3 separate regions of the Mus musculus genome follow, and all the other regions are linked to region 3. Evidence: chromatin contacts called from public ChIA-PET and promoter capture Hi-C data. All regions are on one chromosome and are shown on one strand. Each heading gives the region's core, a stretch centred on a gene start, on an enhancer-like site or on the middle of the called end of the contact. The rest is flanking DNA. Distances are from core to core; before and after follow the strand shown.

Evidence for each region. Promoter capture Hi-C pulls out the DNA fragments that hold promoters and counts their contacts. ChIA-PET counts read pairs in DNA pulled down with a chosen protein or histone mark.
Region 1: a promoter capture Hi-C map of pre-B cells shows a contact between it and region 3. The contact joins the promoter of Lrrc3c here to the promoter of Cdk12 in region 3. A contact is called at or near these places in 3 of 39 promoter capture datasets (cranial neural crest, maxillary cranial neural crest and pre-B cells), 2 of 484 Hi-C or Micro-C datasets (the G1E-ER4 cell line and embryonic stem cells), 4 of 115 datasets of contacts at active chromatin or transcription factors (large pre-B cells, memory CD8 T cells, pancreatic cancer cells and 1 more) and 1 of 9 other capture datasets (liver).
Region 2: a contact with region 3 is called in an RNA polymerase II ChIA-PET map of memory CD8 T cells, with 5 read pairs. The contact joins the enhancer-like site here to the promoter of Cdk12 in region 3. A contact is called at or near these places in 4 of 115 datasets of contacts at active chromatin or transcription factors (extraembryonic endoderm stem cells, memory CD8 T cells, pancreatic cancer cells and 1 more).

What each region holds. Positions count from the first base shown.
Region 1 is chr11:98,596,437-98,600,469 of GRCm38.p6, forward strand. Lrrc3c (leucine rich repeat containing 3C) reads left to right here and starts at 1,855. Exons shown (of 2, transcript NM_001195544.1): 1 at 1,855-1,934; 2 at 2,329-3,150. The coding sequence starts at 2,383. The coding sequence ends at 3,150.
Region 2 is chr11:97,823,265-97,827,269 of GRCm38.p6, forward strand. It overlaps Lasp1 (LIM and SH3 protein 1), which reads left to right. Exons shown (of 7, transcript NM_010688.5): 4 at 1,578-1,685. Among named protein-coding and RNA genes, the nearest start is that of B230217C12Rik, 16 kb to the right of the region's middle. Within about 2 kb of position 2,102, at least 119 of the 459 cell types and tissues checked have an H3K27ac peak or open chromatin away from gene starts, as enhancers often do. A contact at or near this core is called in memory CD8 T cells, where this site is marked.
Region 3 is chr11:98,201,030-98,204,639 of GRCm38.p6, forward strand. Cdk12 (cyclin-dependent kinase 12) reads left to right here and starts at 2,276. Exons shown (of 14, transcript NM_001109626.1): 1 at 2,276-3,381. The coding sequence starts at 2,339. Gm38963 (a long non-coding RNA gene) reads right to left here and starts at 1,601. Exons shown (of 4, transcript XR_880193.2): 1 at 1,502-1,601.

The DNA of each region.
Region 1 (4,033 bases), core at 605-3,104, 390 kb after region 3:
GCCTCCCGAGTGCTGGGATTAAAGGCGTGCACCACCATGCCTGGCTATCTCACTCACATCTTATTTTGCACCAGACTCTACAGTTATGTGTCTGGTCAAACACAAACTCTTACCAAAAAAAAAAAAAACAAAAAAAAAACAAAACAAAACAAAAAAAAAAACCAGCAAAGATTGGGAAGCTAAGAAAGCAAAAGTGTGAGTTCAAGGCCAGCCTGGACTACACAGTATGTGGTCAGCCTGGGCTACATAGTGAGGCACTACATCAACATATACATTAATTAACTAATTAATTAAATTATTATAACAACCCAACAAGGCTCTTAACCTTCCTAATGTTACGACTGTTTAATATAGTTCCTCATGTTGTGATGACCTCCCCAACCATAAAATTAATTTCATTGCTACTTCATGGCTGTAATTTTGCTACTGTTACGTTATAAATAGCAATGTAAATATCTGTTCTCCAGTGGTCTTAGGTGACCCGTGTGAAAGGGTCGATTGACCCGCCCCCACCCCAGGCTGGTGTGACCCCATAGGCTGAGAACAACTGATCTACATCCATACCCATGACTTCGGGTCACCCCTGTCGCTGCAAAACACAGCAGGTGAGTGGAGCAGGAAAACCTGTGTTGGTGTTGCAACCATAAAGTCAAGTCAGACAGTTCTGGAAAATGTAATGAAAACAATAGCTTTTGGACTTCACTGCCACAAGCTCGCTCACGTCCATTCTGCACGGAGCCCCTCCATTCTGCCACTGTTCACTCACAAGGGCTCAGACATAGACACAAAACACTCTCCGGAGTTCAAATCCTTCCTTCCGGCCACCCCCAGGACATCAGGAGAAGGGATGTAGAAGAATGGTGGGACCCCTGCAAACAATCGTTAGGATGAAGGGTCCTTGAATAAGTCATCGCAGTCTCAGGCTTGAAGAAGGATTCAAATTGCCATCCTGGGAGCCCAAGAACATCTGGGTTGGCCTCTAGTTCAGTACTGAAAAGTTGGCAGGAAAACAATTCACCACATCAGACTTAAAGAGCTTTCAACTCCTAGAGCGACCATCTACAACAGCAAACTGAGACTAAACCACAGCGCCTCCTGGTGGTCAGAAGGGTTGGCCCTGTGAAGATTCAGGGGCATCCTCTGAAGATGAGGAAAAGACCGGGTCGGTACCAGGGACCTACAGAGAACAAAAAAAAAAAAAAAAAAAAAAAAAAAAAAAAAAAAAATAGCGGGAGGGGGCTTGTGCTGCAAGTTGCTGAGAGGGAATCGTAGGATTCTGCACCCAGGGCAACCAAACCACCATCCTTTTGGCCAGCCAGGCTCTGGGCAAGAAAAGGAGGTTCTGGGAGGCCATTCTCGCAGCTGATAGGAGATAGCAACTGCTAAGTTATGAGAGGAAAGCCTGGGGCAGGAAATGGAATCCAGACCTGTCTCCCGAACATCAGGGTCTGGGATCTGCTCTCTCTTGGCATTGCCTGGCCAGGCCATGGCTCAGGTATCTGACACCTGGGGCCTAGAGTCATATGCCAGGAAACTCTACACTCTTGGGCCCCAGGTCACAGCTTTCAGCTGCTGAAGCAAACAGGACTTCTGAAGGAAGAAACGGGTCTCCAGAGCCCACTGGCAGGGGGACTACTTCCGGAAAAAAGGCAGGAGCACAGGAGAGGACTCTGCCACCAACCAGGGTGAGAGGCAGGAAGGAGAAGGGAGAGAGGTGGGAAGGTGAGCTAATCCAGGAGCTGAAGCAGGATGGGGTAGATGCTTTCAGAAAAGGGGGAGTTGATGTGCACAGAAGGCGGCGCCAGAGGCACCCGCTACCTACTTGTATATTCTGAACAACCTGGGATCTATCGCTAATATGTCACTCTTGTGACACGAGTGCCAGCCAGGCCGCCTCCCTGGTGTTTACCTGGCCTCCCTTGGCAGTCATACAGGTACTTAGAGGACAAAAATGTTTATTTCAACGAAGGAAATGAAGATTCAAGCAGAAGAAATAGCTTGGACAGGCCCCTTGGGCCCATTTCAGCAGGGCAAAGGGACAGAAGGACCTCACAGATTAATCTAGAATCAATAGAACCCAAACGTTCCAAGTCTAAGGGATTCCTTCCCCCGGGGTCCTGTTGAAGAGAGAGAGACAGAGACAGAGACAGAGACAGAGACAGAGACAGAGACAGAGACAGACAGAGGGACGGTCGGACAGACCAATGGACCTTGGGCTAAGAGAGCCCTGAAAGGACAGGCTTGGGTCCAGAGAGGGTCCACTGAGGGACTCTAGCAGGAGCGAGTTTCAGTGGGACGTAGAATTCTAACTTTGCTCTTCTGTCGTAGGTTCGTCTATTCCCCAGCTTCTCCTCCACTCCAGGATTATGTTTATCTGCGACCATGCCCCTACTAGCTCCTCGCCTCCTGCCCCTCCTGCTGGTGATTGGCACCGGGGGCTCTGTGCCCCGCCCCCTGGCACTGCCCCAGGGCTGCTACGTAGCAGAAGAAGCCGGGGAACAGACATTCCGCTGCAGCCGGGCTGGTCTGAGTGCCGTGCCCAACGGTATCCCCAACGACACCCGAAAGCTTTACCTGGACGCCAACCAGTTGGCATCAGTGCCAGCTGGTGCCTTCCAGCACCTGCCTGCCCTGGAAGAACTAGACCTGTCTCATAACGCTCTTGTTCATCTCTCAGGGGCTGCTTTCCAGGGCCTGGAGGGCACTCTGCGCCACCTCGACCTCTCTGCCAACCAGCTAGCATCTGTGCCTGTGGCAGCCTTCGTGGGGCTGCAGATCCAAGTGAACCTGTCTGCCAACCCATGGCGCTGCGACTGTGCCCTACAGGAAGTGCTCAGGCACGTCAGGTTGGCTCCAGGCTCCGGGACAGGCATTGTGTGTGGTCCAGAAGCCCGACCAGATCTCGTGGGACACGAGTTCCTTCTGCTCACCAGGGAGGAAGAGCTGTGTGGGACAGGACGAGGTGGGACCCGAAGGAGCACGGATGTGGCCCTGTTAGTCACCATGGGGGGCTGGCTGACACTGGTAGTGGCTTATCTGATCCGCTATGTGTGGCAGAACCGAGATGAGACGCGGCGCCCGGTCAAGCGGGCTCCTCCCGCGCAGCCTGTGCGCTCAGAGGACTCCTCTACACTCAGCACAGTGCTCTGAGCTCTTGGCCCTATGCCCCAGCCTTTCACCTACTGCTCTACCACCTCCTCTGCCCCATCTGCCCTCTATCCCAGCTGTTCTCAAGCCGGGGATGGGGTAGGGGCGTGGAATGACCCTTTCACAGGGGTCACATATCAGATCTCCTGCCTATCAGAGACTTACATTACGATTCATAACAGTATCAAAAGTACAGTTATGAAGAAGCAGCTTGCTCTCTCTCTCTCTCTCTCTCTCTCTCTCTCTCTCTCTCTCTTGGTTGTTCTTTGGAGCACTTTGGTGCCTGGATTTGGGGGCCTGGATTTCTTGGGATTATTCTAGACTCAAAAAATTCCAGAGTTCCTGAATCCATGGGATGGAGGTGGGGGTGGCAGAATGAACAGCCATTTGGGTGTGCAGCAACTCAGAGGGAGAAGCTATAGGAGCCTGTGCCTGGCTACAGGGGACCACAGAAGCCACACCATACAGATGTGGGTAATGACCAAAGGATGGATGGCTTTGAGGGAGGTAAGGAGGATGGTTCACAGTAAAGTGCCTGTCCTACAGGCATGAGGACCTGAGCTCAGATTTCTAGTGCACACTTAAAGTCTGGGCATAGGGTGGGTGTCTGGAATTCCAGTGTTGGGGGTTGGGAGAGAGGCGAACAGATCCTGGAGCTCACCAGCCAGCCAGACTGACCAAATCAATAAGCTCCAGGTTCGGTGGGTCACTGGATGCTGGCCGAAATAATAGGGAGAACAACTGATGGAGGGATTCAATGACATCACCCTCTAGCCTTCCGTTGCAGCCAAATGAACACACCCACATGAACACACATAACACACGAGAGAGAGAGAGAGAGAGAGAGAGAGGGAGAGAGGGAGAGAGAGAGAATTCCCCCCCCCCC
Region 2 (4,005 bases), core at 852-3,351, 380 kb before region 3:
AGCGGGGCAGCAGTGCACGGAGGGGCTCTCCTCCGAGCTCGGACCTCTCTTCTGAGGTTCTTTGCTGCAGAACTGCTTCTCAGAGGCCGGCTTGGCGGGCTCCGGAGAGCTATTCTGGCTCGTCAGAGGCTCACTGATGGACTCACGGCTCCCTTGGGCAGCGGCTTTGTCCTTTGACCCACACAGCCTTAGCTCAGCTATTTGCTTTGAAATTCCCCCACACTCTTGGTGGGTCAGGCCATCTCCTGGCTGGGATGCAGGCTGCTAACACTCAGATTTGGCAAGGGCTTTTTTTTTATAGTTGTAGACAGGAAGAGTGTAGGGCTAGGAGCCCAGCATCCCTATGTCTCCGGACATGTGCTGCTAAGCCATGTGACCTTAGGCAGTAGAAATGACATTTTTAAAAAAAAGTGACTCCCCCACCCCCCAACTATTTATTTATTTATTTATTTATTTATTTATTTATTTATGGTTTTTTGAGACAGGGTTTTTCTGTGTAGCCCTGGCTATCCTGGAACTCACTCTGTAGATCAGGCTGGCCTTGAACTCAGAAATCCGCCTGCCTCTGCCTCCCAAGTGCTGGGATTAAAGGAGTGCGCCACCATTGCCCAGCTTATTTATTTTCTTATGTGTTTATTTTATGTATGTGAGTACACTGTAGCTGTTCTCAGACACATCAAAAGAGGGCATCAGATCTCATTACAGGTGGTTGTGAGTCACAGTGTGGTTGCTGGGAATTGAACTCAGGACCTCTGGAAGAGCAGTCAGTGCTCTTAACCAAGTTGACCCATCTCTCCAGCCCAGAAATGACCTTTTTACTCAAAACTTTATTTTGGCTCCCTCAGAGACTCTAAGAGGGCTTCAGACCTTCTAGAGCTGGAGTTACAGATGACTGTGAGTTGCCTCATGGCGCTAGGGATTGGACCTGCGTTACGTGTCACAGAGAGGTGGGCAGTCTGGTGTCTGTTTTGAATGTCCAGTTTGTTCATATGCCCCACTTTAAGAAGAAGGAAAGAAACGTGAACGAAACTAACAATCTAGCTCCAAGCCAATGCCGCAGCTATCTAGAGACAGTTCACTCCCAGACAGTGAGTGGGTAGAGTTGGCACGAGCAGATTGTAAGTCCTATGCAAACCCAGTTGGTGCACAGCAAGCCATCACGTCCATGTTCACTACCACTGCTCGCACCACCATGCCCAGCTAATGCTCTCTTTGGGTGTATTTGGATGTCAGGATTTTGAGCCGAAGTGACTCCATCTTTGTTTCCTTTCTTTTGTGTTCTACGTAATTATTGCAGGTCCTCTGGAAGAGCAGCTAGTATTTGTAACCATTGAGCCATCTTTCCCCTCATAAGATACTGCTTCTTTATAGGCATTCAACGTGTGGCCTCCCTTTAGAGCCCTCTGGATATGACTTAATGGGGCTATTATTGCTCTGACACCTTCTGTCTTAGGCTTCTGCATTGTGTGTACGTGTGGGTGTATGGGGGGCTTGTTTCTGACCAGGGGCCTCAGGCCGGGCAAGCTCATCTTCATGTCCACCTGAACCCAAGCTCTCCTTTTCCTCTTGGCCTCCAGGTGCGCTACAAGGAGGAATTTGAGAAGAATAAGGGCAAAGGTTTCAGCGTGGTGGCAGACACGCCTGAGCTGCAGAGAATCAAGAAGACCCAGGACCAGATCAGCAATGTGAGACCCTGCCCTGATGCCCAGGCTACCCTCTGCCCTCCCTTCTCATCCTCTCCCTGACAACCTCAGCAAAGGCCCACGCCGCAGTGGTCAGATCAGAGGCAAGGGGGAGGGAGTTGAGGTACCCGGGAGCCTTTTCTTTGTTCTCCCTCTTTGGTGGGCACTCTGCCCAAATGGCATTTCCTCCTTAAAGAGACTGCTCTTTTAGAGGCAGACAGATAGACACACAAACACATACAGAGTGTCTAAGTCACCTTCCATTCTCTGGAGCAGACCCCGTTCCCTGGTCATGGTGGGGATGGGGTCGGAGTGCAGATTAGATGCTTGTTTTTAGCACCAGGGTCAAAGCTGGGGTTGGGGGTTGAGCCTCCTGTCTGCCTCTGGGTGCTAACACAGCAGTCATTTCCGCCCTCCCTCGACTGCCTCCCACCTCAGTTTGTTCTTCCTTCCTGTGTGAAAACCCAGCTGGCTTTGCCCACAGGCCCTACACCCCCTCCAGGCCCTTTCAGGCCCAGTCAGGGACTGGTCATTGGTGTCTGGTTGTGAGACATAGGCGTGGAGAGTGGGTGGCGGAGTGACTGTCTCTATATGGTTCTGTAGAGCAGCTGGGGTTAGGGATCATCGCTCAGTTCCACCCTTACATAGCCGCAGACCAGCAGCTTGTATGGCTCCGGGTTTGCAGGGGCCGGGTTGGGAGTATGTGGGTAGGTGCTGCTGGGCGTGACGTCACAGAACATGGGCACAAGCCTGAATGCCGAGTTATAGAACATGCCCCGTCATTGGCAACAGACTCCTTATAAATGAAGGATGAAGCAGGCCGATACGATACCCTCGTGTCTATCACAGGAAAGGGTCTACCAGTTTGCCTGTGTCATTCTGGGCTGAGGGACTAAGGATGGGGAAGACAGGATCCAGATTCAGGTGGCTCGCCTTGCACACACCCTCCAGGATCATCTCTCCCCATTCTGTCGCTGGACAAGTCTCATAGCTCACTGGTCTGCGCCGCCCCCCCCCCCCCCAAACACCCGGCACAGAAGCACCCTCTTGCAGGGTGGTTAACGCTCTGATTCTGCCCTCTGTCTTGTTTAGTGGCACACACCTGTAACTCCCAACATTTGGGAGGCTGAGGCAGGAGAGTCATGGATTCAAAGCCACTTGAGGCTGAGGCACGATCAAGAGGTTGAAGCCGTCCTGGGCTTTATAATAAAACACACGCATGCGCACACACACCCTCTTTCCCATGCACACGAAACAAAGAAAACTTCTTAAAGGAGGGAGGGCTGAAGTTTAGTGATAGAGCGTGCACAGGGCCCAGAGTCCCCTCCCTCGCACTACAAAGAGGAAGCATAAGTGACTGCTTTTTGGGGGGGTGGGGGTGGAGGGGGGACTTGGAAAGTTCATTCAGTATTTTCTCTTGTTTCATTAAAAATGCTGGGGGCAGTCCAACCAAGTGGGCTTTGCAACCCAGTTGTTGGGCTGAAGTTTAAAATGAACAGCCTGTTGAATGACTTCTCCTGAGCTGGAGGGCCTGCCTCAGAAGGCTGCAAACCCTTCTTGGCCCCCCAGGAAAGCCTGCTGCAGTTTGCCCTCTTCCAGTCTGGGCCTGGCTCACACCCTGGCGTTTCCTTTCTGCCTCAGATCACACAAAGGGTAAAAGGGTGTGCCCGGAGCGCCTCAGATCGAAAGAGGGGAAGTGGTGTGGTCTTGGGTGATTGGGAAACTGGGATGGCTCACAAAGGTGGAATCATGTGGCTTTGTGTCTTGAGACGCTTCCGGTCAACCTTTGGGACATTTCATTCATTGATTTACCGGGTTAGTTTGGAAGAGAGAAGTAGCCCTAGCCATCTCTGCCTTACTTTCTTGGAAGGTTTCCCGAGTGTCCTAACACCCAGTCTCTTTCACCTACCTTCCTGCACCCTGTTACTCGACGTTGGGCACATTAAATGCCTGAGGAGTTCTGGTAACAAAAGCCTACAGTAGCCACCGTATCTACACTACCGATAGCATCTTATCAGCCTCTTCGGAGAGGCAATTAGCTGATTGCCTTGGTTCGAGGCTGGGGGAGGTGCTTTGGATCTGCCTGAGCTGGCAGGTGTAAAAGCCGGAAGTCTTTCTCCTGGTTTTAGGGAGTGTGACCAGGGTCTGTCTCTGTCAAGAGTCCCGCACAGTCAGCTGGGCTGCAGAGCTCCAAGGAAGAGGGCTTAGCATCCACAAGGACCCATGGGTTCAGTTTTCTCCATACACAAAGGATCCCCTTCTGTCATCTGGGCACTGAATGAAAACTCAGGCCTCTGTCTCCCAGCATTCCAGATTGGCACCC
Region 3 (3,610 bases), core at 1,026-3,525:
TGACGCCTACCCTGGAGGCCCTGCAGACCAAGCAATTGAAGCATGCCTGGAATCATTGAGTTCACAATTTTTTTGCAACATAAAGCAATTCATTTTTTTCCCCATTTTATTATCGAGAGTTTGTGTAGCCCTGGTTGTCCTGGAACTCACTCTGTAAGCCAGGCTGGCCCTGAACTCATTAATCTGTCTGCCTCCCAAGTGCTAAGATTAAAGGTGTGCCACCACTGCCCCGCTCAAGAGCATTTTTTATTCTCACAGACACTCTTCTCACTGGTTGTGAAAATTCACAGAGTTTACAAATTTTGTCTTCAAATTTTTGACAGTCCCACATGCCATCACTCGCCTATTAAACTCCTGTGTGGTGTTTTGATGCTTAGGCATCAAATGTGAGCTCCAGGCTAACTGGAGAACTTCTCTGAGAGAGTAGGCAAGATGAGGGAAGAAAAGGAAAAAGGAAAAGGAAGGAAAAATGAAAATTTGGACATAAGATGTCCTAGGGTAGAATTTTTGTTTTGTTTTTCGAGTCAGGGTTTCTCTGTATAGCCTTGGCTATCCTGGAACTCACTTTGTAGACCAGGCTGGCCTTGAACTCAGAAATCCGCCTACCTCTGCCTACCTTGCCTCTCAAGTGCTGGGATTAAAGGCGTGTGGCAACGACCAGCTTAGAATCTTATCCACCCTAAAATGTAGTATAAAAGAAATACTTCCAGAGCCTGGCGGTAGTGGTACACAGAAACCGTCTCGAAAAGCCAAAAAAAAAAAAAAGAAATAAAAAGAAAAATACTTCCAGGAGACGTTACAACTGGCACTTCCTGAAGGTAGTGCACATAGGCTTAGACACGTTTTTTTCCCCGAGTCTCATTGTCTTCTCTGTTTGTAGAAACTGGACGTTTGTTATGGTAAAACATCCCAGCAGTCGAGAAACGGCTGAGGCTGAATAGCCACAACTGGGAGTCCAGCCTGGGTTACTAAGAACGTGCTGTAAGACATCCTGACATTTCCCCCAACTTTGGCACTCTAACCTTTCTACTGACTAGCCCCCCTGAATCCGGGAGTCCTTGCCTGTAAATTCGCAATGAGGACAGTGTCCCATGGGTGTGAGGGCAGAGAAAATGAATGCAAAACGCCTAAACTCAGCAAATTCCGCAGTACCAAGCGTTGTTTGCACATTCAGACTTAAAGCAGGGCGGTGGTGGTGCGTGCTCCATGCCCTTAATCGCAGCACTCCGGAGGCAGAGGCAGGCGGATTTCTGAGTTCGAGGCCAGCCTGGTCTACAGAGTGAGTTCCAGGACAGCCAAGGCTACTCAGAGAAACCCTGTCTCAGAAACCCAAGCCCTACCAGAATCCCCAATATTCAAACTTGCGCTGTAATGTCCCCAATGTTCACTTGTCCCTTGTTTTTTTTTTTTTTTTTAAACCCTATTAAATCAAAAGACTTCTTACAAGCTGTGCTAAGACCCATCCCCACCGGAACCTGGGGATATTTAATCAAAGAATTACCATTTAGGTTTAAATTTTAAAGGTAATCTCCGCAACTTCCGCTCCTATAAAGCCCCCCAAAAGGGGGAGTTGGAAAAGTATCGCGAGAATCTAACGGGCTGCGTTTGCGGCTTGGGTCCCGTTCTCGCGTTTTCTGGTGAAGGAATGTGTCGAGGTGAAAAGGGAAGCGCCAAGTATCGCGGGAGTCCAGCGGAGTCTCGCGATACTTGCGGCATTCGCCCCTCCCCCTCCCCCTCTAGTGCCGTTTCGGTTTAATCTAGTGTGTGAGTGAGTCTGGGCGAGGGAGTGAGATGTGGCTGTGAGGTGTCGGTGTGAGGCGGAGGCTAGCGAAGGGGGCTCCCTCAGGCACGAGGGACAAAGGGGGGGAGCTGAGGCAACCTAGGCCGCGGAGGCCTGGCGACAGGAAGCCAGCCGCCCCGAGCCGGGCGACCGGGTAGGGGAAGGGCCTGCGTAGTCCTCCCGGGGCTCCAGAGCCGCCGTCGGCCCCACAGGCTCCGGCGGACGCCTTCCTACTTCCTTGAGCGCCAGGGCTCGCGGGCCCGAATATCGGCTCGGCGGGGGTGGGCGGCCGTGAGGGGCGGACTCGAGCAGCTCCCGGCGTCGCGCTCCTCCCGTGCCGAGGAACTCTTGGTTTCTTCCCTCTCTCCTTCACCCCCCACCTCATGTAGGAGGGCGCTGAGGCGGCGAGAGGGAGGAGGAGCCTCGCCTGCGGTCCCTGCCCTCCCCACCCCCGTCTAGGGGCTCTTCGGGGGGCGTGGAGTCGGGGCTGGGGGGGAGGGTGGGGCTTTTTGGAGCGCCGGGGAACTTTTTCCCCTGCTTCAGGCCCGGGGAAAGGGAATGCCCAATTCCGAGAGACATGGGGGCAAGAAGGACGGGAGCGGAGGAGCTTCTGGAACTTCGCAGCCGTCATCGGGAGGTGGCAGCTCCAACAGCAGGGAGCGTCACCGCTTGGTGTCGAAGCACAAGCGGCATAAGTCCAAGCACTCCAAAGACGTGGGGCTGGTGACCCCCGAAGCGGCATCTTTGGGTACCATAATCAAACCACTGGTGGAGTACGATGACATCAGCTCTGATTCAGACACCTTCTCCGATGACACGGCCTTCAAATCAGACCGGAGGGAGAACGAGGAACGTCGGGGAACGGATCGGAGCGATCGCCTGCACCGACATCGTCACCACCAGCACCGGCGGTCCCGAGACTTGCTAAAAACTAAACAGACGGAAAAGGAAAAAAATCAGGAAGTCTCCAAATCTGGATCTATGAAGGACCGGGTATCGGGCAGTTCCAAACGGTCCGTGGAGGGGAGTGATGATTATGGGAAGGCCCAGCTATCCAAAAGCGGCAGCAAGGAATCCAGGTCGTCCAAAATGCACAAGGAGAAGACCCGCAAAGAGCGAGAGTTAAAGTCTGGATACAAGGACCGGAGTAAAAGTCATCGGAAAAGGGAAACACCCAAAAGTTACAAAACCGTGGCTAGCCCTAAACGGAGATCCAGGAGTCCCCATAGGAAATGGTCTGACAGTTCCAAGCAAGATGACAGCCCTTCCGGAGCTTCTTATGGCCAAGACTACGATCTTAGCCCCCCAAGGTCTCACACTTCTAGCAACTATGACTCCTACAAGAAGAGTCCTGGAAGTACCTCAAGAAGGCAGTCAATCAGCCCACCTTACAAAGAGCCTTCTGCTTACCAGTCCAGCACTCGGTCACCCAGTCCTTACAGCCGACGACAGAGGTCTGTGAGTCCCTATAGCCGGAGACGGTCCTCCAGCTATGAAAGGAGCGGCTCTTACAGCGGGAGATCACCCAGCCCCTATGGCCGAAGGCGATCAAGCAGCCCTTTCCTGAGCAAGAGGTCTCTGAGTCGGAGTCCACTCCCCAGGTGAGCTGTTGTCTGTCCTTCCTAAGGTAGGGTCGGTTGGGAGGAATTGAAAATGAGTCTTTAACATTTTGTTAAAGCTTTCAGTGTTCTTCTTTGACAAGTCATTTAGGTAAGTTTGGCTTTCCCCTCGCCCAATTGAGAAGTAAACATTCCAAGTGCCTCCAACTATTCAAGCAAGGTAGGTAAGGTACTTTGCAGTAATGGAGAACTTTCAGCTGTGAGAACTTGC